Linked DNA regions of Mus musculus: regions 1, 2, 3, 4 and 6 are each linked to region 5. Evidence: chromatin contacts called from public ChIA-PET, Hi-C, HiChIP or PLAC-seq and promoter capture Hi-C data. All regions are on one chromosome and are shown on one strand. The core of a region is the stretch at or near the end of the contact, and the rest is flanking DNA. Distances in the headings are between cores, read along the strand shown.

Region 1 (4,417 bases), core at 1,440-3,939, 620 kb after region 5:
GGGCCGGGGGTAGAGCAGGGCCAATTCACAAGTACACTATGTTTAATCGTCACCCCACCCCGTGGACTCATCAGCTAACCCAGGTCCCCAGGGTCTCAATTTTCTCACTTAGAGGGTAGAAATAGCTATGTTCAGGAATCCAGGAGCTGCATACAGCAGGTGCCTTATATAGGCCCCTCATCATCCTTAGGAGTCTGTCACCCCAGAGGGGATTGTTTTGTTATTTTGTTGGTTGCATTTCCTGTGTTTTCCGAGGATTGCTCGTGGCCTCGAGTTGTGGACATGCGCCTTCTTCAGCATCACACCCCTGCCACTCTCCCAACATTGAGAAAACCCCCAGGAGGGGCCTGGGGTTTAAGGGAGGGACCCTGAGAGGACTCCCCCACCCCAGGGGTCAAAGGACAGGGAAGAGAAAGGGTCAGAGCACGCAGCATCCCTCCCCCATCCCAGGCAGCAGTAAGCTCCGGAGACCAGCTGGGTGGACTGAGCAGTGCATCTGTCGCCCGAGCAGCTGCAGCCCCCCCCCCCCCCCCGGGGGGGACGGCGAGGGGACTGGGGGACGCGCAAACTCGCGTCTGCGCCTCTCAGCTGCCACCTCGGGCTGGGGGACACCCCAATCCACCCGACCCTGAGCCCCTCCCCAGTGGCCATCGCCCCCCCACGTGCCTCTTGTGGGGAAGGGGCTTCAGGAGCGTCTGACGTCACGGGAGGCCTCAGCCAATCACAGCTACCCTTTGAGCAGCCCCGGGGGATTCCCTGGTCACATCCTGGACCCGGAGTGATACTGAGTACAGTGGAGTATAGATGACCCTCCCACCATCTCAAGCTTGGACTCTATGAGCGCCTGGCATAGAGAGGGAAACTGAGGCAGGGAACTGCCGGGATAGGGACCCAGGTGGCCCGTTGCAAGTTGGTTGCCCGGCTCCAAGTGGGCCCAGAGAGGGTCAGAGAGCTGCCTGGCGTCACACAGCAAGCAGGGCAGAGAAGCCTCAGATTCGCAGGAGCAAGAGGCAGCCAGAGCGAGTCTTCTTCGCTGTGCCCGGACCCAGCCTCCCCCGTCCAGAGTCTTTGAGGCCGACTGTCCCTCCTGCGGTCTCCCTAGACCCCCTCGCACCCCTGGGCCGCAAACCGGCCGTGCACAAGGTGTCGGTAGCCTCGGGCGTCCCCAAAATCCGTACTGGAATCTCTACCGCCTGGAGCAGGGCGAGAACGCAGCGCTGGCGGAAGCAAGGGAAACTGAGGCCCAGGGGGCGGGATCTTCCTGGAGCCTCACAGCTGAGGAAAGGGGTGCTGGGGCTAACTCTGGAGGACTCAGACAAGGTCCTGTCTTCTTGACTCTCCATGGCTATCAGGTCAGCTCCTAGACCGGCTGGAGCCGGCTGGGGGAGGGCGACTTGACCTCCAGGCCGGTCTGTGAAAGAGGCGTCATTCATGACCATGGGGCCTTTGTTCAGACAGGTCTCCCTGGGGACAGGCCATCCCTGCACCCCCACTCTGCCTTGCACTCCCTGCCAAATCCACCCGTGAGCCTTCAGGGGCCCGGTGTCCCCCCTCCCCCTCTGCCACCCCCAGCAGCCACTGAGCCCTCTGCACCTTGACTTTTGCAGCCACTGGTCACCTTGGCAGCCACCCTCCCATTCCCCCCGACGCCCCCCTGGGCCGAAAAACATTGTTAGAGCTGCGCTCAATAAATGTTTGCCGGACAAATTGGTTCATAGGCCAAGCAGAGTAGGCTGAGAACTGGCTTCATCTTCTGCCTCAGTTTCTCCACAGAAGCTGTGTCTGGCTGATATGCGGCAAAGCTGATGGGCCACAGTGAGGTCTCAGCCTGTCGCCACAGTGGTGACACCAAGGAGTCTGCTCCAGCCCCTCAGGGTGTGCACAGGTCAGAGTTAAAATCCTGACACCCACAGATTTGGCTGTCCCGGGCAGCTCACAGTCCCAACCTTTGGTTGAGTGTCCTCAGCTGGATGGGCTTCAGGGCGACCCTGTGAGCAGGATTCAACTCCACACACAATTACAAAAGCAGTTGTGTGGTGCTTACTGTATACTGGAGGTGCCATCAGTATACTTACTGTATTCTGAGGCAATGCCTAGCCCAATCGGAAAGAGGTTTTCATTCAGCGTCATGGCTGGGATGAGGAGGGGCTTTGGACAGAGGGAAACTGAGGCATGGAAAGAGATATCTTGCTGTCCCAATGTCCCTCAGAAAGTGAGTGTTGGCGGCGTGCTGGGGCAGGCCTTTAGCCTAGACTCCCCAGGAGAGTCTGTCTTAGTCAATCAATCATTATAAATAAAAAATGAGACCTTGGTGGTTTGACTCAATGATGTCATGAGCCACCAGGACCGTGGGACCACGTCCATGAGGTTCCTGTGTGTGGGTGACTGGTCAGATGAATTGGGAATTCACTAGAATATACCAGAAAACATCTATGGAGTGCCTACGGTATACTGGAGATGCCCAGAGTCAGAACAGCGCCCAGCTCAGTGCGGGAGTCGGTGGTCTTCAGAACCACCCCAGTAGAGAGAAGTGGGAGGCAGAGAAAGGGAAACTGAGGCCAAGGATGGTGGAGGCGCCCCCTCCCGTCCGTGCTCCGCTCCTTGGTGGTCTGCTCCGGGTTTTGCGAAGCTCCGAGCTCGGGCGCTGGGGGCGGAGGTGGCGGAGCTGCGAGTCGCAGCGGCGGCGGCAGAGATGCGGCCCCGGCCGGGACACCGCGCTGCGCCCCCGCGGGAGCCGCCCGCGCGTGGGAGCCCGGGCTGAGACGCTGCGGGGCCGGGGCCGGGGCCGAGCCGAGCAGGTGCTCGGCCTGCGCTGGAGGTGAGTGCAGGGACGGACGCGGGGACGCACCTTGGACAGATGCACGGGGGACAGATGCGGCGACGGACGCAGGGACGGACGCAGGGACAGACGCAGGGACAGATGCAGGGACAGATGCAGTGGGCATGCACGCACCAGGCGCGCACAGGGCGCGGGCGCCTCGTGCAGCGGCACTGGCTTGGGGGGCCCCCCGCGTGCGGTCGCAGCTCCAGCGCCCTGGGCGGGGCTAACGGGCTGCGCAGCGGGCGGGGATTGCAGCCAAGGCCCCGGCTCATCGCGCCGGGGCACTGACAGTGGCTTCGAATTATTGGGGTGACGGCCTACTGATGGGGGCGGGGGAGGGGGCGGGACACATAGCCGCGACCTTTCGTGGGTCCCCACGCGGCCCTGTGCACCAGCTGTCCCCAAGCTCTTGGGTACCGGCTGGTCTTCGCCGGCCGCGCAACTGACATGGGGGGGGGGCAGTCCGCGGCCAACGCCCCCGCTGCAGCACAGCCCTAAGCTGGGCTGCCAGCCCCCCCCCCCAAAGCCTGACAATGGGACAAAGGAGCGTCTCTGGCAGCCGCGCGGGGTGGGTGCCACCGTGGCCCCCCTGGCCGACCGCGGTGCTGATTGGTCCCTGGAGCGGGGGTCACGTGCCCCATTCTGCTCTCCACTGCCGACTTTGGGGCGCCTCCCCAGGGCTGCTGCCAGGCCGAACCCCCCACCTTGGCCTCAGATGGTGAATTCTAGGCCTACAACAGCCCTGAGGTCGGGAGGGACTCCTGGGTCCCAGGTCCTCTCTGCCTGGTCTCTGTCACTGAACCCCCAACCCCCGCCGCCTAAGGTCGGTGTCACTCTCATCTGAGGTTCCCAGGTCTCTGTCACCTGCCTGAGGTCTGTGTTGCTCCCCATCTGAGGTCTGTGTTGCTCTCCAGGTCTCCGGGACCCTGGCAGGTCTGTGTCACACTGCCTGACGTCTGTGTCACCCCCAACTTCTTATTTTTTACCTGCTCGATGCCCCAATCCCAAACTGAATGTGATGGAGTTGGGAACCCCAATATTGCAGGCCAACAAGCTTTGGGTGGAGGAGGGTGGCCCTGGGGACAGAATGGCTGGAGGGACTTGCCAGAGCGCCTCTGCCTGGTTACAACGTGCCTTTCTTTCTCTGTATCTTGGACTCGGGTTTTCTGGCTGATTTTCAGGGTGCACGATTGCCTGCGGGCTATTTACAGAGGTTAGAAGTGGGAGAGGTTTGAGGTTCAAGGCCTGGACCTAGACATGGCCTAATGTTGTCTGGCCTGGCCTTCTGGCTGGGTGGCCACTGCTCTCCACTTGGTAGACGGCAGTCTGGGGGTGTCTTGCATCTTGTATTTGTGTCCATCAGCAATGGTACGGTGGCTGGAGGAGGTGGGGAAACTGAGGCACTGAGCGCCAATTGGGGCTTTCCTGTATTGTGAGGCCCTGAGTTCCACAGCAAGAGAGGGAGCTCTGCTCTTTCCATGAACTGAAATGCGAGTCCCTGTGCCTTCTGAGGGTGGCTCTGGGTGTCTCAGGCACTGGCAGAAAGTGAATTGGAACTTTTAGCTCCTCTGTGTGTTCTGGGGCAGGTGGTCAGTC
Region 2 (4,212 bases), core at 1,221-3,720, 580 kb after region 5:
TTAAAGATTAAAAACTTCCTTGTAAGAAATCTCACGTGGGTAAGCCGCTCTTTCCTGCCGGGTTCTGTCCCAGCCCTGAGAAGCACACAGATGGCCTCTGTGGTTAGTGAAATAGCCCATTCCTTCTTATTCCAAAGGCGTGTAGGAAACAGAAGTGGGGCTCATGAGGTGGCTCAGCAAGTTAAAACGCTTGCTGCCAAGCCTGACAACCCATCTGGGCTAGAGAAAACTGGCCCTACAAGCTGCCCTCTGACCTCCACACGGAGGAAATACTAGAAAAGATCAACTGACAGTGAAAGAAGAGGATGGGAAGTGACCAAGAGAGCAAGCGGGCGGTGTGAGTGCTTGGATGGAAGCCCAGGGACAACATAGCTCTGAAGTGGGACAGTGTCCCTGCGGAAGGGCATTCTGGGACACTCGGGCCCAGGAACCACATAGCTCTGAGAGGAAGCCTCCTCAGCAGAGGTAATGGGGCTCTTCGGGGAAGAAGGTATTCCCCCGCTGAGCTGTGGCACTCAGGGGCCTCGCCCCATCTCTGCTTTTTCATTGCCTCTTTTCTTCTTGGCTTCTGAGGAGAGAGTCACACCAGGCAGAAAATATCATGAAAGAAATTTATTGAGGAGTTCAGGGACAGCTGCCCTTTGTCTCCCAGGAGCAGACAGCTGGGAATTGGGCCGAGGGGGCAGTGCTTGGATTTCTGAGAGGGGCAGAGATGTCCAGGTTGAGGATTGGTGGAATTTCCAGTGCTGAGCTCAGGGGAGGCTCAGTGATTGGTGGGCTTTTTTTTTTTTTTTTTTTTTTAATGGGAATCTCAAGGGACTAGTGGGTTTTCCTGCTCAGCGATTGGTGGCTTTTTTTTTTCCCACCCCCTTTCCCTGCATCAGGCCCATGGCTAAGGGTGGAAAGTCCTTTCTGGCTGCAGCCAGCTTTTGCTGAAGCGACATCTCTGTGGGACTGCTGGGGGTGGGGTAGGCTGGGGAGGAGATGAGCCACTGTGGACAGCTCCTGTGAGGGCTGCAGGCTGAGATGTCACTGGTGCTGCCACTTTTGACAGCACTTGTGGGACACTTTACTGCAGCAGCCCATAGGCTGGGGTGGAAAGGAGGACCCCGCCACTACTCTGATGGCTTTTGTGGTGCACCGCTCAGGGACTACAGGAGGACTGGGATGGGGCAGGCTAAGGTGGCATCAGCAGCCATTTGAGAGGAAATGAGGTACTTGTAACTAGATAGAGGATCACTTAGCCGTAGAGTCTAATTTTAAGATACTTATTTTCTGTTGTGCAAGGCTGCTTGCCCCAATTCACATGTAGTGAGAACAGCTTTTAGGAGTCAGTTCTACCACCATCTAGTGACCAGGGCTGAAGTCATGGCTGCAAGCCCTTTACTCACTATTCCATCTCGCTGGCCAGTGGAAAGATGGGAAAATTATTCAGCAGCAGAGGGCTGGCCAGGCATGCTCTAGGTCCGGTAACAGCATAGCAACACCTGTGACCTATAGGAAGCTGCAAAACCGGAAGAATTCACTTTTAAAGTATTGCTATTATTATATTATTTTCATGTCTGTCTGTGTACCACATGCATACCTGGTACCTGCAGAGGCCAGAAGAAGACATCGGATCTCTTGGAAATGGAGTTAAAGTTGTAAAGCACCATGTGGGTGCTGGGCTTCAAATCTTGGTCCTCTATAGAACAGCCAGTGCTCTTAATTGCTGAGCCATCACCGCAGCCCTCACAATAAAATATTTTTGAAAAATATGCCGGGAAGTGGTGTCGCACACCTTTAATCCCAGCACTTGGGAGGCAGAGGGAGGTGGATTTCTGAGTTTGAGGCCAACCTAGTCTACAGAGTGAGTTCCAGGACAGCCAGGGCTACAGAGACCCCCCACCAAAAAAAACACAAAAAACAAACCTTAATACACACACACACACACACACACACACACACACACACACACACACACACACACATATATGTAAAATATGTTACAAAACAAAAAACAATCAACAGGTGGTGGTGGAGGCCTACGCCTTAATCTCAGCACTCAGGTGGCAGAGTCAGGCAGATCTCTGAGTTCCCGGCTAGCCTGGAGAGATTTCCAGGACCTTGTCTCGTCAAAACCAAAAAAATAGGACAAATAAAAGTGAAATAAACCATATTTATTAACAAATGGATAATCTAACAAAATTAAACACTGTCAACCCCCATGTTGTCCTGAAGTGAGTCCGGGAGCCCATTTAAGTGAGATATAAAAATATCCGGGGGGGAGGCAAAAGTTACCTGCAAACTCCAACCCAAACAAGCGCCAAGACGAAGTCGCCCTCCAGGCATCCGCGAGCGTCAATCAGAGGCGCTGTAGTGCATCACGTGCCAAGTCGAGTCCCGCCCCACCATGGCAGCCAAATCGGGCGGGGCGACGTTGTCACCGTTCGGCGCTGACGTGTCCCGCGCGTGTCACTCCACGTTCGCGAGCGCCTGCGCATTGCCCCGGAAGCAAGATGGCAGCCCCCAGCGGAGGCTTCTGGACTGCGGTGGTCCTGGCGGCCGCAGCGCTGAAATTGGCCGCCGCTGTGTCCGAGCCCACCACCGTGCCATTTGACGTGAGGCCCGGAGGGGTCGTGCATTCGTTCTCCCAGGACGTAGGACCCGGGGTACGTGCTAAGCCTCCTGCCCGGGAATCGATGCCTATGGACTTCCGATCAGGTGGTCCTGGAGACCGGGTGGAGTGGCAGAGGCAGGGTTACCTGAAGAAGGGACCTGGCTGCCTCGTCTGTCTTCTGTCAGTCACTCCCTACCTGCAAGGCGACTTCCCCTTGCCCATCTCATTGTAGAAAAGGGAATACTGGTTGATAAGAGCAGCGGATCTAGGGGACTGGCTATACAGGTCGCACGTGGGTTACTCACTGAACCCGGACTAGAGCGGGAGCACCCCCCAAGCCTTACACGAGTCCATCACCTCTCCTTTCAGCGAGCCAGCAGTCAGCCTAGCCTCTGCCCGCCCCAGCTTGGCTTCTGGGACAGCGGTGTCCCTAGTGACCATTTCTTGAGACCATTACTATAGTCCTGTGCTTTCTGGCAGGTTTGTGTTGTGGGCAGGAAGCAGTACAAGCTTGTATCTAACAGGAGCCCCGAGTACTGACCTCATAGGTGATGTTCTAGGGATGATTGCTGAAGGCCATTTGACCTTCCTAGGAAATCACAGTGATTTGAGCAAAGTTCTGAGCTCCTGAGAGGAGAGAGATCTGGTGGCCTCTGGAGGGTGTACTGAGGGATGGAACCTAGAGTCTCACATCGGCAGAGCCAGGGTTCTGCCCCGCCCTAGGCAGGGGCTCCACCCCTGAGCCACATCCCTAGCTCCTCATTAGGGGATTCTAGGTGGGACTCCACCCCTGAGTCACCCTCCCAACCCCTCACTGCTGGATTCTGGACAGGCTCAACCCTTGACCTTCTGGGCAGGGGCTGATGTATATCTCAGTCCTTTTTGATCTGTTTTACATCGGGACAGCACCTTGCTAAGTCACCCAGGCTAGCTTATGTCCCAGTTCCCAGTTCTGCGTCAGCCTCCTGGATACCAGAGATGATGTGCATACAGGACCATGCCCAGTATGCTAGGGTCTTGGTTCTGAGTATTGAGATCTTTGCTCTTCAGCCTCCTTTTATTTCTCCTTCTACAGAACAAGTTTACATGTACATTCACCTACGCTTCCCAAGGAGGGACCAACGAGGTAAGTTCCTCAGGGTGTCACACGACTGGTGTCAAGGGAAAGTGGCCAGACTCCCGAGGCTCTAAAGTCCCAGTCCCTTGAGCCTGAAGGACTTCTAGTTGCCTTGGCTTCCGCCTAATGGAATCAGCAGCCCACAGTGCTGATCCCTGACTCTTAGTCTATGTGTAATCAGTGAGCCACCAGAGCCTGGGACAGTCCTCAGGGCAGCCCGTAAGCTGGCAAGAGGGCCGATACCTCAGCAGCACCCAGGGCATCGAGGTGAACTGTTATGAGGTTAGCTGCCTGTCCCACACACAAGTTAGTTCATTCAGTGGAAATACTGGTGTATCCAGAACCTTGGACATGCATGTTCTGAGCAGAGCTTTCCATAGGAGCAATGAGTGGAAGTGTCTTAGTGTCCACGGATGGGCAGGGGTACACAGCACCTCAACAGTTGGAATATCACACACCCGTGAACAAGAGCGTTGCGTATGGCATGGAGAGGGTT
Region 3 (4,161 bases), core at 438-2,937, 510 kb before region 5:
AGCTAGTCCTCTGGGGATTAACACCATGAACACCTGTCCTTCAGAAAAGTCAACCTTAGTTACAATACACAGGGGGGTGGAAGGCCATCCTTGACTCTAACCGTTTTCCCAACAGCTGTGATTGCCACATCATTGGGCACCCTGAGTCCCGCCAGAGCTGGGGCCCAAGAGTCCCATAGCTACTTCCTCAAGCCCTGAAAGCTACTGAAGTTCAAGCAAATGTAGGCAAATCTCTGCTGACCCCTAGCCAGCCAGAGGGACGGTCCATGGGGGACAGTGGGTGCTCTGTTCCCTACTTCCTTCAGAGGACTCACAACAGCTTCAGAGACTGCTGGCTCACTGACAACCCCAGAAATACCCTGGAGACTGCAGCAGGCCATTCTTAAAGTAACTCCCGTCTTCAACTCCATGGGACCCCTCGCATGAAGGGAAGAAACTAGGCTCTGACCCCGTTGCTCATCATTTCTAGGGACAGCCTCCTGGGACTTGGAAAAACAGGCTGTACAGGACTGGCAGACTGAGAGCAAGAGGACAGACAGACAGACAGATGCCCCCTACACCAAGGATGTGTCCTTCAGACCCCATGGCAAGGCCATGTTCCCTTAGATACAACTCATGTCCCTCACACCCCACGGTAAGGCTGTGGATCCCTTTGACTTGAACCTATACCTTTCATTTCTAGGGCTATCAGCCCTCCCCCCGAAACCCAGCATCCCTGGGGAAGCAGAGAAAAGAGTACAAAGCCACCAGTCACCTTTCACCACCACCCCAGCCACATTCAAATAAGGATTTGAATACATTTTCTAGGCTCACCGGGGCATAGTCTGACCATGCCTCCACTTGAAACACGGAGAGTGCACAGATGTCAAACTCAGGGACACCCAGGGCCTTGTTAGGACCCTAGGCCTGGGCCCTGCACTTCAATGGGCCCTTCCCGAAATAGGTAGAGTTGGGATGCCACAGGGTCTCGCATTGCAGCCCCCAACACTCCACGCCACACAGCACAAAGCCCTGGCAGGAAATGGAGGTGAAGGAAGATGTGAGGAGGAGGGGGGCAGAAGAGGTGGAAGAGGAGGAGCCACCGGTGGGGGAGAAACTGAAGGCCTCTCTCTCTTGAATCTGGTTCTCCAACCTCATGCACCCTCTTGGCTAACTACGAGGCAACAAGATACCTCTTAGGACCCCTTTAAATGGATCTCAACAGAGTCAGCTGGGGGCGGGGCGGGATAGGGAGATTTCCCCCTAAATTTGCTGGGACAGCTGCAAGCCAACCAAGAGTGTACAAACCCACCCAGAGCTCCGTTCTGCTCGACACCTCTCCATAGCCAGAGCCGGGCCTACCAGCCTTTATCCAGTCGGGCCCTAGCATCACCCAGCAGACTCACCTGGGACATCTGGGGCCGCAAGTTAACCTCGCGAAGATTAATGGCCTGGGGAAGCAGGTTGTTAAGCAATTGGCACAAGAGGACACCGTCCCGCAGTGCCTGTGCCAGCTCACACACCTGGGCCCCCTCCCAGGTCACACGGTGGCTGGGAGGCAGCACCCGACACTGGATCAGCCAGTGGGTGCACTGTCGCCAGAGCTCCATGGTGGCTGCCGGCCTCTCACTTGGCCCCTCGGGGAGGCCCCGTGCACCCTCGTTCCTTCACCACCGCCGCCGCCTGCCCCAGTGGGGACAACTACAACACCACTTCCTCTTCTGTGACTGTAACTGTCGCCCCGGGGTGGGGGTGGGGAGGAGCTGTGGGGCGGAGGGGGAGCAGCATCTGCAGTTACGCCCTCACAGCTTCCACTCACTGGTGTGACCTCGTCTTTCTCCACCTACACTGAGCAGACCTGGGCACCTGCTGAACTAAGGTGCCACTATCTCATCCAGCCGTAGGCACCTAGGCTGTCACCTCCTGTCTCCTCCTGGTCCCCAGTCTACGGCCCTGATCTCTCACAGCCTTTTGCCCCTGCAGCAGCCAAAAGGGACCACTGAACACTGAGTCAAGTCTCAACCATTCTTCCACCACCCATAACCCTCCTGGTTCAACCTTGCTTTGGGGCCAAAACTCATGTCTTTCCTGCACCCCACAAGGCCCTGTTCACCCTGCCCCAACCCCTGCCAGCCTCTTCTCCTCTCTCTGTTCTTCACTCCCTGACCTCCATCCTGCCCCAGGGCCTTTGCACTTGTGCCCACCACCTGACAGAAGACACTAATTCACTCCATCACTTCTTACATGTTACTTTTTGATTACTGAGTGCTCAGCCATAGATGGGACATCTATACCACCACCAGCCCGAGGCTCAAGGGAGAAGGAACAGAAAGTCGGTAAGAGTCGGGGGCGGGGGATGTGAAATGCTATCTCCAGGGCATACCCATGGCCACTACGCTCATGAACTCCGTGCAGTTATGGTGGCAGCACAAGACAAAGCCAGGAGGGAGCCAACATGCCCACAGGCAGCAGTAATGGATGCAAAGGGTTACAAAAGAGCAAGAAAGTGGGGATAAGGTAAAGAGAGTCCACTCTCATTCGGAGTCAGAGGGGAGTTGAGGGTGGGTAGGACGAAGATAGGTTGTTAACATGTAGGAAACTGCCAACAAATAGAACTATAATAAACATTAGAAAATATATTCTACTTTGAAAGCCATTTCACTTTTATTACATATATATATGTGTGTGTGTGTATATATATACATATGTATGTGTGTATGTGTGAAGGTACATGTGGGGCACAGTACATGTGTGGAGGTCAAAGGTTAACATGGGGGAGTAGGTCCTCTTTTTTTTTTTTTTAAAGATTTATTTATTTATTTATTTATTATATGTAAGTACATTGTAGCTGTCTTCAGACACTTCAGAAGAGGGGGTCAGATCTTGTTACGGATGGTTGTGAGCCACCATGTGGTTGCTGGGATTTGAACTCTGGACCTTCGGAAGAGCAGTCAGGTGCTCTAACCCACTGAGCCATCTCACCAGCCCAAGGGAGTAGGTCCTCTTTCCACCATGCAAGCCCCAACGATTGAGCTCAGATCATTAGGCTTGGTAGCAATCACCTTTGCCCACAGAGCCCTCTCACCCTCACCACCCACTTTTCCTTTTTTCTTTAAAACTTGTATGTGTGTGTGTGAGAAAGAGAGAGAGAGAGAGAGAGAGAGAGAGAGAGAGAGAGAGAGAGAGAGAACACTATGGCGTGTGTGTTGAGGTGGCAGGACAGCCTCAGTGTAGACCCTCTCTTCCACATACTTAACATAGAGTCTCTCTTACTCCTGGGCTAACTGCTCCTGGCTAGCTGAACTTCCAGAATTGTCTCTGCCCCCATCTCGTCTTAGGAGCACTGAGATTAAAGAGCACAGACTACCTCCTCCTGCTTTAATTGTGCCCTAGGGATTTGAACTCTTGTCCTCTCATTTGAGTAGCAAGCATTTGACTGAACCATCTCCCCAGCCCCCAAATGTCATTTTTTTTCCCTTAAGTCTTCCTAAATTTTAAGCCACAGCCCTCCTCCACCCTTAATTATCATACTATAAGCCCACCTTCCCTGCTGTGAGTTCTCGTCCGAGTCAAGGTCACCAGTGCCCTTCCCTGTCATTTATTAGTTGATTTGTCTAACAAATATGTACTGCTTTCCTGACCATAGCTTCTCAGGAACTAAAATTACCTTGGCAAGCAAGCCTCTCCCTGACTAACCCACCAGATTCCAAGCCGCTTCCTTAGCACCCCACCTTTTATCCTTATGGCCTCTAGGCGGCGCTAAACGGCTTCACTGGACCAGCTTGAGTCTCATTTACGCACTGAGGATATGGGTAGGGGTGGGCACAACCTGAAAACCCTCCCGTTTTGCAACCTTACAGGCGAGGACAATTTCTATCCCCTATTTTTGGCGTCTGTGACTTCCTACGCGTCCTCTCCCTCTTCTCTAAACCGGGTAACAATTTGTTTTCTTTGCACGCAGTTAGGGTAGGAAGGCCAGGCAGTGAAAACAAAACAAAAACGAGAGGCAGCTGGAGAGCGCCCACTAGGTTTCTAGATTCGAATTCCATCTCCACCACTTCCAAGCTGAGGTACATTTGCACGAATGGCTTAGTTCCTCTCGTCTCGTGCTTCGATCTCTCCATAGAGAAAATGGGGGTGAATGGTACACGTCTCATTCCTAGGAGGATGTAACTGAAAACT
Region 4 (4,018 bases), core at 141-2,640, 570 kb before region 5:
CTCTCTCTCTCTCTCTCTCTCTCTCTCTCTCTCTCTCTCCCTCTCCCTCTCCCTCTGCCTCTGCCTCTGCCTCTGCCTCTGCCTCTGCCTCTGCCTCTGCCTCTGCCTCTGCCTCTGCCTCTGCCTCTGCCTCTGCCTCTGCCTCTGCCTCTGCCTCTGCCTCCCAAGTGCTTGGATAAAAGACCTTTGTCACCACAGCCAGCCTAAGTTTTTATTAAAACAGATACTGCTCACTCTAGCTGAACCTCGTGGTGCAGGTTATGAAATCTCAGATACTGGGGAGGCTGAGGCAGGAGGATTATAAGCACAAATCCAGCCTTGATCTGCTACATAGAGAGACCCAGGCTGTGGGGGGAGGGGAGGCTCAGTCAGTAAGTGTTTGCTAAGCAAGCAAAGCTCCCTGAGTGAGCTCTGCACACCCTCACTTAAAGTCCAGGCATGGAAATGAAGTTCTATAATCTAGCCCTGGAGAGAGGGAGGTGTGGAGATCAATGTATCCCCAAGGTGGCCAGCCTACTTACTGAACTCCAGGGCTATAGAAGAACCTGTCTCAAAAAAATAAGGTGGAACCCTCTCCCCAAGAGGAGACAAGGAAGACTGTAAGAGCCAGAAGTCAGGCACGACTGAAGCAGGATCTCGGTACTAATAAACTACAGCACCTGTGGCTGCTGCTTATAATCAGACCAGTCAACCTTACAGCAGGAGTTGGAAGGGCTCATGAGCCCACCCTAACTGAGGAGCTGGACAGTTGATGGCTGCTGATGGAGGGAGAGGCAGTTTTCTTTAAACTATGCCCCTGACCCCGCAGGCTGACCATGCCCCAGTGGATAGCCACACACCAAGTACTACATGGACACCCCAAATTAAACTGGATGGGCTATTTAAAATTTAAAAAGAAGGCATGGTGTTGTAAGACGATTTGGATGACAGCGGATCTGGGAGGAGTTGGGGAATATACACAGTTGAACCCAGGGGCCATATCACTCGTGGACGCTAGGTGGCAGCACAGGGCTGCAAGTGAGCGCTGTGTGGTTAGACTGCAAAGTGTTCCTTGAAGTGAAAAATGGGGGCCTCGGCGCCACAGACAAGGAAACACAGCCTGCTGGAGTCTATGCCTGACTTCATAGGCTGGAATTCCACCAGTACAAGGGTCATTGTTTCGGATAAATGCATTTCTCTTTTAAAAAATAATAAAATTATCCAGAGTACCAATTCAACAAATGAAGCTCAGATCCACCTAGAAATCACTAGAGATAAAAATAAGTTGTAAACATTTTTTAAGAAAAATATGTAACAATAAATTATTGAAGGGTAGGGGCTGTGAGGTGGCTCAGCAAGTAAAGAAGTTTTGCACCTAATGACCTGAGTTTAATCTCTAGGGCCTACACGATAGAAAAAGGGAACTGACTCCTGCACAATGTCCTCTGGCCTCCTATTGCTCTCGGGATACTCACACACTCGTTCACACAAACACAAATCAAATAAATTTAATAAGAAACTAAGCCGGGCAGCGGTGGCGCACTCCTTTAATCCCAGCACTCGGGAGGCAGAGGCAGGTGGATTTCTGAGTTCGAGTTCGAGGCCAGCCTGATCTACAGAGTGAGTTCCAGGACAGCCAGGGCTACACAGAGAAACCCTGTCTCAAAAAAATAAATAAATAAATAAATAATAAAAATAAAAAACAGAAAAGAAAATAAACTAAAAATAAATTGAAGACACCATATCATCCAGTAGTGCCGCTGGCCATTCCTTCTAGAAGACTGGGTGGAGATGCCAGAAATACCAGGGTCCCTTCCTGGGGGCCTCTCTAGGCTCATATCCACAGACTTGTGAGTAAACACGTGTGCACACCCACAAATAAACTCAATCTCTTCCGTCTTTCCTCCCCTCTGCAAACGACCCGCCCAGCTGCAGACGTTGTGTCATTACCGCACATGTCCGCGAGGGGGCGATCGTGCCTTTAACGTCCAGCTGTCTGCCTCGGACCGGTCCTGCTTGGATGTCTGCCCCTGCGTTTGAAGCTTATGTCCGATTTCCCACATCTTCATCCATGTTTTTAAATCCCTAGAACAGTGTAGGGAGAGTATTTTGAGGACTGGCCTAGTTTCTGTTGCTATAATAAAATATCCTGACCAAAAAAAAAAAAAAAAAGGGAGCTTTGGAAGCTAGGGGTTGAGTTTACAGGTCTAGATTACAGCCCATCTTTGTGGGGCAGTTAGAACACACACCTCAAACAGCTGGCCGCGTGACAACCACAGTCAAGAATGAAGAAGTGAAGGCCAGCATGCTCATTTCTCCACAGTTCTGGATCCCTGCCTAGGGAATGGTGTGGCCCACTACAGGCTGGGTCTTCCCACATCAATCCCCCACAGACCCTACAAGTCAACCCACCGTAGGCAGTCACTACAGCAAAACGTAACTTGAGCTGACTAATACAAACTTCTGCCACCCTGAGCCTTAAAGATGGACTGAACACTCTGGGCATGGCTGGAATGGCTCCAAGAGCAGATTCGTGACCTCTAACTCCTCAGCATCGCATGATTCAGCCTTTCTTTTTCATGGGAGAACCATGGGAGCAGGCAGCATTCTGTTACCATGGTGCTTGTGATGGTTAACCTTGACTGTGGACTTGAACTTGAACTTGAATCAGCTGAGAGACGTGCTTCTGGGGAAATTCACGGGGGGACTTTGCCCCTTCCTGGAGAGCTCCTCCACTCTGTTACTGCCCCTGTGTTGTTCCTACAATCCTTATCTGACATGCATTGAAGACCTGGGACCCTCCAGAAATCCCCCCACCCCAGGCCTTCAGATCTGGACTTTGCAGCACCCACCTCATAGACTGGGCTGCTACCAGGTTCTCGGCCTTGGCAGCATACAGGCAGCCATTATAGACTGCCCAGGCTGTATCAGATAAGCCAGACGAACAAATCTTCCTTTGATACCTATTGATTCTATCAGTCCTGTTCCTCTAGTGAACTCTAATGCAGTTCTTGAAGCCCGCAAATCCAGTGACTCTCCCTACAGTGAAGGCAGACCCTTCAGACGTGATAAGCATTTCAGACCAGACTCCTGTGCCATAGTCTATCGTTGGCCAAGAATGTGTGTGAGACAGCACTCGGGCACTGACTTTCCTGAGAGAGAACCAGGCAGTGCTGTGGCCTCTGTTAGCCACTTGACCAGTAATTCTCAACCTTCTTAAAGCCGTGGCCCTTTAACTCAATTCCTCAACCACAAAATTATTTCCTTGCTACTTTGTTAACTGTAATTTTGCTACTGTTAGGAACTGTAATGTAAATATCTGATGTGCAGGATATTGTGATATGCAACCCCTGTGGAAGGGTCATTCAACTACCAAAGGGGTTGTGACCACTGCACTAGGGTGCTGAGAACACAGCTTAGCCCTGAGACTCAGCTTTTTTTAGTGTGTGTGCTATGTGGGATGTACTCACACCTGTAATTCTACATATGCAGGTGCTTATACCGTCACAGGTGTGGAGGCCACTGGAGGCTAACACTCCCCACTCATTCCCCTGATACCTAGTCTCTTGCCGAATGCAGAGCTTGGCTGACAGCCAGAAGTCCCAGCAATTCTCCTGCCCAGGGTTGGCCAAGCCCAGATCTTTCCTGAATGCTGGGGACTCAAACTCAGGTCCTCATGTTTGTGCAGCAAGAACTCTGAACCTCTGAGCCTTCTCTCCAGACACATCACGATGCTGTGCCTTCAAAAAAATATGTCCCTGACTCTCTGGTAATGTACCGTCAATTTTCCAGGGGGTGAGATGACCTCCAAGTCCATTATGTCTCAACCAACATTCTCCACCGCCCACAAAGCTGGATCTAATATTGGGCCATGGGGATGTTCGATACAATGGCGCCTTCCTAAATAATGTACACTCTGAAGTCCTGTCCCATTGGCCACCAACGCTAGCCCTTCTTTTATTTGAGCTTGGTAATGGTGATCCCAGCCGATCGAAAGAAATCCACCCAAAAAGGTCAGTTACTTAGCTCTTGACTTAGC
Region 5 (4,180 bases), core at 1,209-3,708:
GGGTGCCAGCCCCTCCTACGGTATCTAGCTGGGCATGGCAGCTATTCTGCTTTGGGGTCGCCATGGCCACAGTGGTCTCAGGGACAACAGTGGGCATGGGGCTCTGGGTGAGGCGGTTCAGGGCCTGCTCAGCTCGCTCAAAGCACACTTGGCGCTTCCGCAGCTGCTGCTGCAGGGCCCTGTCTAAGCCATTCCGCACTGAAGGGAGCTGTGCACAGCGGGCCACCACCTCTTCCTGCACCAGGTTCTGCCCCTCAGGCCCCAGGTGTGCTCCAGCAAAGCGACAGGTCATGCTGAAAGGGCACCGGCCAAAGGTTTCGAAGAGCACGCAGCGGGGGCCCAGGTCTGCCGGTTTGGTCTCCAGGTAGCGCCCCACATCGTGCAGGAAGCGGCAACGGTCTCCAAATGCACATGGGGTGGCCGGCTCCTGTGAGGGACATGAAAGGACCAGGAGAGGACTGAGTGGCCAGGGTGGGCCAAGTGCTGATTCTTCCATCTGCAAGTCCTGGGGGAGTGTCCCCAGTGTGCCTGTTTCACCTAAAGCTGGAACAGTGTCAAGCTGGAGTGACAGGTCCGAGGTCAAGAACCCCAGCTGCTCTTGCACACCATCTGGATTTGATTTCCCAGCTCACAACCACCTGAAACTCCAGCTCCAGGACATACAAGACCCTCTTTAAAAGGTAAATTAAGGGGGCTAGAGAGATGGCTCAGAGGTTAAGAGCACTGACTGTTCTTCCAGAGGTCCTGAGTTCAATTCCCAGCAACCACATGGTGGCTCACAACCATCTGTAACGGGTGCGATGCTCTCTTCTGGTGTGTCTGAGGACAGCTACAGTGGACTCATATACATAAAATAAATAAATCTTTAAAAAAAAAAAAAGGGAGGCTGGTGAGATGGCTCAGTGGGTAAGAGCACCCGACTGCTCTTTCAAAGGTCAGGAGTTCAAATCCCAGCAACCACATGGTGGCTCACAACCATCTGTAACGAGATCTGACTCCCTCTTCTGGAGTGTCTGAGGACAGCTACAGTGTACTTACATATAATAAATAAATAAATAAATAAATAAATAAATAAATAAATAAATCTTTTTAAAAAAAAAAGGTAAATTGAAATAGCTGAGCACATCTTTAATCCCAGAACTTGGGAGTGCTCTCTGAGTTCAGGACCAGCCTAGTTTACAGAGTGAGTTCCAGGTCAGCCAGGGCTACACAGAGAAACCCTGTCTCAAAAAAACCAAAAATAAATAAATTCAAGTGTGATGTGTAGATAGGCTGAGGGTCAATGACTTTGAAGGCAGCACCAGGGGCCAAGGCAAGGCACTACTAGGTCGAGTCCCTGTAGGTCAAGGGTCATATATATTTGTCACAGCACAGCATCTTCAGACTTTAAGCCAAGCCTGTAGAGCCACCCCTCACCTGGAGGAAGGACGGGCAGAGCCTGTCCTTGTCGTAGTGTGCTGGCTTCACATGGGGCCGGCTTTTGTTTTGGCCACGGGCCCTCTTGGGCACCTGCCTTTCACGGGATTCAATTGCCACCTCTGTCTTCCCATTTTCCTGCCCATCTTCCAGGCGAATTCTTTTGGCCCCTGGCTCAGCTGGGTCTCCTGTGGGCACTTCCTGGCATGCACCCTCCTGCTTGTCTCCATCCAGATATTCGTGGAACCGTTCTTTGGTTGTGCGGTACCTGCCAGAGCGGGAGAGGCTCGATGTGCACAGGGAAAGGGGCTTGGGGGCTAATGCCAAGCTCACGTGCTCCTGCTTGCAGGAAGCTTTCCCTACTTAGAACCAGCCAGTTTTCACCCAGTGCCACGGGGACACCTGTTTTACACTTGAAGGAGCCATTTGTGTCTCTGCTCTGAGAACTGAATTGCCTTAAGGGTTGCGACACACAAATATCAATATCCTTGGTAGGCTACGAAGGAACTACAAACCCCAGCATGCTTGGCAGCGAGACTCAAGCTACCACCCTTCCCAGGTCTTTCGCTGCGAGCCATTTTTTTTTCCCTCGTGGAGACTACAAGCCCCACCATGCACCTCGGGCCCTGCTTCTGGTTCCCCAAAGCTGCCTATGTGCACAGCCGGCCTCATGGCTTGTGACAACCAACACATGTTACACTCGTGTGTCAGCAGAAGGTAGGTAAAGACTTTGGCGCCTCCGGGATGCCGCTCTCCAGGATGCCGCCACACCTCCCAGCATGCACCACTCGCACCCGCCACGGACGCCGGGAAGGCCACATCAGCTTCGCTGACGGGCGCCAGCGACTCACTGAGCTTTAATGGGCGCCACCCCCCGTTCGCACGCGCCAACCCCGGAGTCACCGCCACCACCGCTCTCCGCTGCCGTCTCCGCCATCGATGCCCCTCACACCAGCTCTGGAGTGTGGCAGGAAAGTCTTCCGGGTCGCTCGTGTCCTCTGGAGCCTACAGAAAGAAATGCGCACGCTCAGACTACAGCAATGCTGCTAAGGCGCGCGTGCGCACGACCGTGGGGGCGGGGGGGGGGGGGGCCAAGGCTGCGCAGGAAACGGAAGTGCTCAAGGGTCCCGGAGGGGTTCTTGTCGGTCATCCGTGGGTCACTCTTGATCCGTGGAAGTGAATCTGGGGGTGTGGGTGTGGGTGCAGCTCACACTCACCTACTCTGCTTCTGTCCCTTTTACAAACGAGTCTGTTATTTTATAATAAAAAACCGCAGCCCGAGCGGTGTTGCGCACGCCTTTAATCCCAGCACTGGGGAGATCGAGTCAGGTGAATCATGAGTTCGAGGCCAGCCTGGTCTATAGAGTGAGGTCCAGAACAGCCTGAGCTACTCAGAGAAACCGTGTCTCAGAAGACAAACAAAAAATACCAACAGCTTTGAAGGATCAAATGACTTCACGGGGACACGCTGTCCTTTGACAGTGCCCTTCGTGAGCCACTGTGGCCCATAAACGCGTGGCAATTTGAATTATTTTTATTGTACTGCCTTTTCTTTTCTTTTTTCTTTTTTTTTTTTTTTTTGAGACAGCGTCTCACTATGTAGCCCAGGCAAGCCTCAAACTCAGAAATCCTCCTGCCTCTGCCTCCCAAGTGCTGGGATTAAAGGTGTGTGCCAGCGTTACTTTGAAAGTGACATTTACTCATCTATTGTGTGTGTGTGGGTCTCCTGTGTGTCACCCTTATGTGGAGGTCATATGACAATGGGGGGCGGGGGTCCCTGCATCCCCATGTCGGTCCCGGGATTGAACTCAGCCCCTTGAGCCTGACATCAGGCACTTCTCCGATCCTGCAATTACTATTTTAATAAAAATGTGCTTAAACATGTAAGAACAGCACTTGGGTGGATCGGGAGGTAGTGTTTTGTTTTTGTTTTGGTTTTTTTTTTTTTGGGGGGGGGGGAGGGGGTCGAGACAGGGTTTCTCTGTATAGCCCTGGCAGTCCTGGTGTTTGAGGCCAGCCTGAGCTACATGTCTCAACCAAAGCCAAGTCAAACCAATCAGTATTTAAATTTATTTAATTCATGGAGATGGGGGTCTCACCCTGTAGCCCAGGCTGTCCCGCAACGCACGAACTAGACTCTGCTGGTTGTATAACATAAGGGGAAACAGGCCCAGAGAGGTAAAGCGATTAATTAGCCTTAGACCACAATAGCACCCTGTTTGCGCCATTGCTCTCTACCGTCCCTACTGGGCAAGATGGGAATAACAATGCATTTTAAGGCTGAGGCTCCTTTGTAGCGTCTACAATTGGGTTGTGATAAGGACACGCTCTTGGAAGAAACAGGGCTGCAAAGGGCAACGACAGAAACAAGATCCCTTCCTCAAAGCAACTCCGTCCTCTTCTGTGCAAGGCAACCCAGGCTGGCTTCCCGCAGGAGGCGTGACAGCCTGGCAGTTGATAACTGTGAAACCGTACAGACCGTTAACCATGAGGTGCAGCATTCATGGTGATGTGAATACAATGGTGCTGGATCCTTACGGGGAGCTCAGCAGCTAGTGAGGGTTTACTGTCCGCCAGGCCCGGTTCCAACCCTGAGCACAGACTAGCATCTGGGCCTCCATTTCTCCTCCTACCCCACCCCTAGTCCTTCCGCGTCCAAGGATGACCTACTCCGTACCCTTTTGAGAACCAGCCTTCCGTCCTAGTCTCCTCCAGGTACACCATTCCACCTAACACGGAAAATAGAGCCCCCCCCCTTTCCTCC
Region 6 (3,953 bases), core at 583-3,082, 600 kb after region 5:
GGGGAGACACTGGGGTTCTTGGAGGAGTGAGCTCACTGGGCCCCCGGATCAAGTCTCACTCTCTTTAAGCCTCCACTAAGCCCTGGATGGCACCTGAGTCAGTGGGTGGCACGCCTTCCTGTGGCCATGATTATTTGGCCTGTATGCTGAGTCCCCTCATACGGAATCAGATTTTTGTGAGGTGAGTCCTAGCTTGCCTAGGGCTGAGAGAGTAAACTGAGGGACAAGTCTCTATGTCTCTTCATACCCTCAGGATCCACCACTCACCCATTACGGAACTAGCAGCCCTGGCCCAAGTCTGGCTCACCATGTGTGGGAAGGCCCAGGGCAGGTGTTCTGTGATGACTCTCTTTGTTCTGTTACATTGTACAGTCCCCATGGCCCCGCCCTCATCCCTCCCAGTCACCCACATCCTAGGTGCGGCCCAGATCATGAACTTATTATGTTTTAAAGTTGTCGCTGCCTGTGTTGATCTGCCAGGGTTGTAGAGGGCTCAGCACGCACAAAGGTCTCAAGTGCAAGGACATTCCATGTGGAGAAGAGGCGGCCACTTTGAGGTCCCAGGACAGAAAAACAGGAAGTTTGGCACTCAAAGCCTACATTCCTGTTCTCTCTCTCTCTCTCTCTCTCTCTCTCTCTCTCTCTCTCTCTCTCTCTCTCTCTTTCTCTGTTGGCTGTTGTTTGTTACAGGATCTCTATACATAGTTATGGCTAGCCTGGAACTCACTTTGTAGACCTGGCCTCAAACTTACAGGCATCCACCTGCCTCTATTCTAAGCACTGGGTAAATGGGTAAATGTCCTGGTATATGTTGTGTTTGGGCCGGAACCCAAGGCCTCTTGCTTACTAGGTGAGCACTCTACGCACTGGGCTACACCCTAGGGTCCCTTTTGTTTTAGAGACAGCCTCGGTGTGTAGCCCACCCTGGCTCAGCCTCTCTTTTGTCTGTTTAAGCACCCCCAAGAAGCCTCAGGGAGTCACGAAACAACTGTCCCAAGTCAGACAGGGAAACTGAGGCTTATAATTAAGTTACTTGTTCAAGTGAGTCAGGTTTGTCTGAGCTGTGTCCTAACCCCAAGGCAAGGTGTTCAGAGGCGTCACAGCCTGGAGCTCGGGAAGTGACCCAGAGGCCTGTTTCCAGTTTAGTGTTCCACCCTGTCCCTCTCCAGCCCCGCTGCTCACAAAGGTGACAAACCAGAATATGGTTCTGGAGACAGTGTCTCCATCTCTCTGGCCATCCGCAGCCCATATTCTGGACCCCAGTTTATCCTCCAAACCAACACTGAAAGAGCCAGGAGGCTGCAGACCTGGATCAGGTCACCTGCCAATTATGTGACAGCCACTGTCCCAGTTCCCAGATGGTAAAACTGAGTTCAAGCCCTCGGGCAATGGGAAGCTTGAAGTGCCAGTCCCAGTCAGGGTAACCCTGCACCAGCCAGAGCCACAGTGGGGTCCAGCTGGCTACCTCAGAGAATACCTAGACCATTCTGGAGTCAGGCTGCACACTTGTACAGAGCCAAGTCCATCAAGTGTCCTCTTGAGGACATGTGTTAGGACTATTACAGTAGCCCACAGCAACCTGCTCACAACACCCATGCTCCCACAGTCAGTAATAGGTATACAGAGGAAACTGAGGCGGGATATACAGAGGACGGTGTGGGGATAGGAGGGGACGGAAAGAACCCAGGATAGCCAATGCAGGACCCCATCGCTCACCTGCTCCTCGGGATGTGTCAAGCCTTCAGTTTTCTGTAGGTGCCTCTGTGGGGCCAGAGGCATTGGCCGCTGGATCTGAGCCCGGCCGCTGGCTAGGAGGCCACGCCCCCGAGAAAGGGCTCGCCCCCTCTAAACGCTCACTGGCTCAGCAAATGGTAGCGCACAGGCAGTGTACGAAGGAGCCAATGGCAGCAAGCCTCTGCCAGGAGGTGGGAGGCATGACGCGGGCGTGGGCGAGGGCGTGGTCTGCGGCCGGGAGATTCCTCCGGAATAGCGCCGGCGCTGGGTGCCCAGCGCAAGGGATGCCGTGGCGGGAAAGTGTTGGAAGGAAGAGGAAGGAGACTGAGACAGAGAAAAATGGGGTATACGTGCACCGCGCGACAGAGATCTGAGAGGCCAAAGCGAAGAGAGGCGCCTCCGCGAGACACCTGCATCCCTCTGAGCGGGTCTCAGTTTACCCACTAGGTAGTTAGAGTGTCACCTGGGACTCCCATGACAAATGCACCCCAACATTTGCCTTGCAACAATTTTGGGGTTCCTGAGTACTGCGGAGACTCTCTTTCAGTTGGTGTCTCTGGAGTAAGGGGGGAGGCACTGTGATGACCTCCCTGACAGAGGCCAGACAGGGCCAGCTACCTCCCAGGGGGCAGCTGTGAGACCTGGAAAATCAGTCTGGGAGTGATTCCCACACTCCCACCACCCCCAACCCATCCCCAACACCCCCACCTTACTCCAAACTCCACCCCAACTCAACCACGGGTCTGCACTTCCTGTGCCTGGATGGCCCTGTCACAGCAAGGACACTTGGAAAAGCCTCATCTGCCATCTTCCCTCTTCAGAAAGCCCCCTCAGGTGTTTGCTGACTGCATTCTAACCTTCCTTGCATGAGCCTTAACACACAAAACTAAATCCAGGCTTTTGAGAGATAGAAATTGAGACCCAGAGAAACCTTAAGTGACTTGCCTAGAGCAGCACAGACCCAAGTGGCTTTCCTGATTTCAGATTGTCTGTGCTCTGGGCCAGGAACTTACAAGTTCAGTAGCCATCCCAGCTCTGCCGGGTGCTGAACATGGCCTCTATCTGCTCTGTACCAGGAGCTCACCCTTGTGACAGCCACACAGGACCCTAGACAGAGCTCAGTATCAAAGACAGAGACCACAGCTCTAGGTTTTTCATACCCCAGTATGAGCCAGGGCAATTAGTGTGTTTTTGAGGTGTGTGGGGGGAAGCAGGTGTCACTGAAGCAGGTTTGGGGGCTTCTGATTTTTGAGCACTTAGAGTCTGAGGAACCCACAGATATCATAGGTGTGATAAAGTGGGGATCAAACCCAGCTGTGTGGGTTCAGGGCTAGAGCCTACCCCTCCCACTTGCCTAGAGTCCCGTGGTGAGAGGCTGGGTCGTGGACAGGGTGGAGCCTCTGCCTAGAATTCCCCAGTGAAGCCTTGAGTGGGCTCTTGTGAGGATGTGGACTGTCTTCCCTGGCTCTGCCAGTGTCTCCCTCACCAGGTCCTCACAGAGTCTAGCAGAGGTGCTCTGGTGCGCTTGATCCTCTAGATCAAGTGGGCAAGGGGGCATGGGCGGAGGTAGAATTATTTCCTAGCATGCAGGAAGCCCTAAGCCCCTACCCAGCTTAGAAGCAGTAGTAAATAATAATAATAATAAACAACTTACAAATTGTCTGTAAGGATGAGGGGACACACACCGGACCATATAGAAAACAATTGGAAATTTCCGGAAAACCTCCATGACCCCAGGGCATTCCCCACCTAGGTACACTCGAGTAGAAAGATAGATTCTGACATGAGTTTATGGCAATTTTAATTGAATTATTCACCGTAGCCAAACGATGGAAGCAGGCTACGTGTCCATCACTGGAGAGAGGAGATGAGGCATGCTGCCTAGAGAGGGGGGAATATTACTCTGCCTGGAAGAGAGAGGCCATTCAGACACCAGGTCCCCATGATATCTGGTGATGTGAGCCACACACAGATGCATCCCGTACAGTCCCACTCCCAGGAGTTCTCTGCATTGATCAGAGCCACAGAAACAGGAAATAGGGTGGTGGGTACCTGGGGCTGGGGAGAGGACAGAGCTAGTGTTGGATGGGAACAAAGCTTCAGACCGCAGAGATCAATAAAGGTTAGGGGGTTAGGAGGGATCGTCTTAGAATGAGAAAACAGAGATTAAAAGATTAGCTCATGTGATGGTTTATATATGCTTGGCCCAGGAGTGGCAC

The links. Promoter capture Hi-C pulls out the DNA fragments that hold promoters and counts their contacts. A called contact is a pair of places that touch in the nucleus more often than the background predicts. ChIA-PET counts read pairs in DNA pulled down with a chosen protein or histone mark. HiChIP or PLAC-seq counts read pairs in DNA pulled down with a chosen protein or histone mark.
Region 1: an H3K4me3 HiChIP or PLAC-seq map of bone marrow-derived macrophages shows a contact between it and region 5, with 6 times the contacts expected there. The contact joins the promoter of Sema6b here to the promoter of Dus3l in region 5. A contact is called at or near these places in 5 of 39 promoter capture datasets (the C10 cell line, cranial neural crest, embryonic stem cells and 2 more), 1 of 484 Hi-C or Micro-C datasets (embryonic stem cells) and 3 of 115 datasets of contacts at active chromatin or transcription factors (bone marrow-derived macrophages, large pre-B cells and pancreatic cancer cells).
Region 2: a contact with region 5 is called in a Hi-C map of B cells, with 17 read pairs. The contact joins the promoter of Mydgf here to the promoter of Dus3l in region 5. A contact is called at or near these places in 1 of 39 promoter capture datasets (embryonic stem cells), 4 of 484 Hi-C or Micro-C datasets (B cells, the HL-1 cell line, regulatory T cells and 1 more), 3 of 115 datasets of contacts at active chromatin or transcription factors (cardiomyocytes, memory CD8 T cells and pancreatic cancer cells) and 1 of 9 other capture datasets (liver).
Region 3: a contact with region 5 is called in an RNA polymerase II ChIA-PET map of memory CD8 T cells, with 32 read pairs. The contact joins the promoter of Vav1 here to the promoter of Dus3l in region 5. A contact is called at or near these places in 15 of 39 promoter capture datasets (the 3T3-L1 cell line, 3T3-L1-derived adipocytes, the C10 cell line and 9 more), 3 of 115 datasets of contacts at active chromatin or transcription factors (the 230-238 cell line, astrocytes and memory CD8 T cells) and 1 of 9 other capture datasets (liver).
Region 4: a contact with region 5 is called in a promoter capture Hi-C map of pre-B cells, with 5 times the contacts expected there. The contact joins the enhancer-like site here to the promoter of Dus3l in region 5. A contact is called at or near these places in 5 of 39 promoter capture datasets (3T3-L1-derived adipocytes, the C10 cell line, the HPC-7 cell line and 2 more), 1 of 484 Hi-C or Micro-C datasets (embryonic stem cells) and 1 of 115 datasets of contacts at active chromatin or transcription factors (bone marrow-derived macrophages).
Region 6: an H3K27ac HiChIP or PLAC-seq map of thymic regulatory T cells shows a contact between it and region 5, with 5 times the contacts expected there. The contact joins the promoter of Tnfaip8l1 here to the promoter of Dus3l in region 5. A contact is called at or near these places in 2 of 39 promoter capture datasets (cranial neural crest and pre-B cells), 1 of 484 Hi-C or Micro-C datasets (CD4 T cells), 2 of 115 datasets of contacts at active chromatin or transcription factors (pancreatic cancer cells and thymic regulatory T cells) and 1 of 9 other capture datasets (adipose tissue).

Annotation. Positions count from the first base shown.
Region 1 is chr17:56,138,615-56,143,031 of GRCm38.p6, reverse strand. It overlaps Sema6b (sema domain, transmembrane domain (TM), and cytoplasmic domain, (semaphorin) 6B), which reads left to right and starts at 2,689. Exons shown (of 17, transcript NM_001130456.1): 1 at 2,689-2,818.
Region 2 is chr17:56,182,178-56,186,389 of GRCm38.p6, reverse strand. It overlaps Mydgf (myeloid derived growth factor), which reads left to right and starts at 2,470. Exons shown (of 6, transcript NM_080837.2): 1 at 2,470-2,651; 2 at 3,675-3,725. The coding sequence starts at 2,499. It also overlaps a transcript of Tnfaip8l1 not described here.
Region 3 is chr17:57,276,626-57,280,786 of GRCm38.p6, reverse strand. It overlaps Vav1 (vav 1 oncogene), which reads right to left and starts at 1,687. Exons shown (of 27, transcript NM_011691.4): 1 at 1,386-1,687. The coding sequence starts at 1,589.
Region 4 is chr17:57,332,858-57,336,875 of GRCm38.p6, reverse strand. No RefSeq gene overlaps it. Among named protein-coding and RNA genes, the nearest start is that of Adgre1, 24 kb to the left of the region's middle. Within about 2 kb of position 1,390, at least 49 of the 459 cell types and tissues checked have an H3K27ac peak or open chromatin away from gene starts, as enhancers often do. A contact at or near this core is called in the HPC-7 cell line, bone marrow-derived macrophages and pre-B cells, where this site is marked.
Region 5 is chr17:56,763,029-56,767,208 of GRCm38.p6, reverse strand. Dus3l (dihydrouridine synthase 3-like (S. cerevisiae)) reads right to left here and starts at 2,458. Exons shown (of 13, transcript NM_144858.2): 1 at 2,268-2,458; 2 at 1,417-1,684; 3 at 1-427. The coding sequence starts at 2,353.
Region 6 is chr17:56,160,370-56,164,322 of GRCm38.p6, reverse strand. Tnfaip8l1 (tumor necrosis factor, alpha-induced protein 8-like 1) reads right to left here and starts at 1,832. Exons shown (of 2, transcript NM_025566.3): 1 at 1,717-1,832.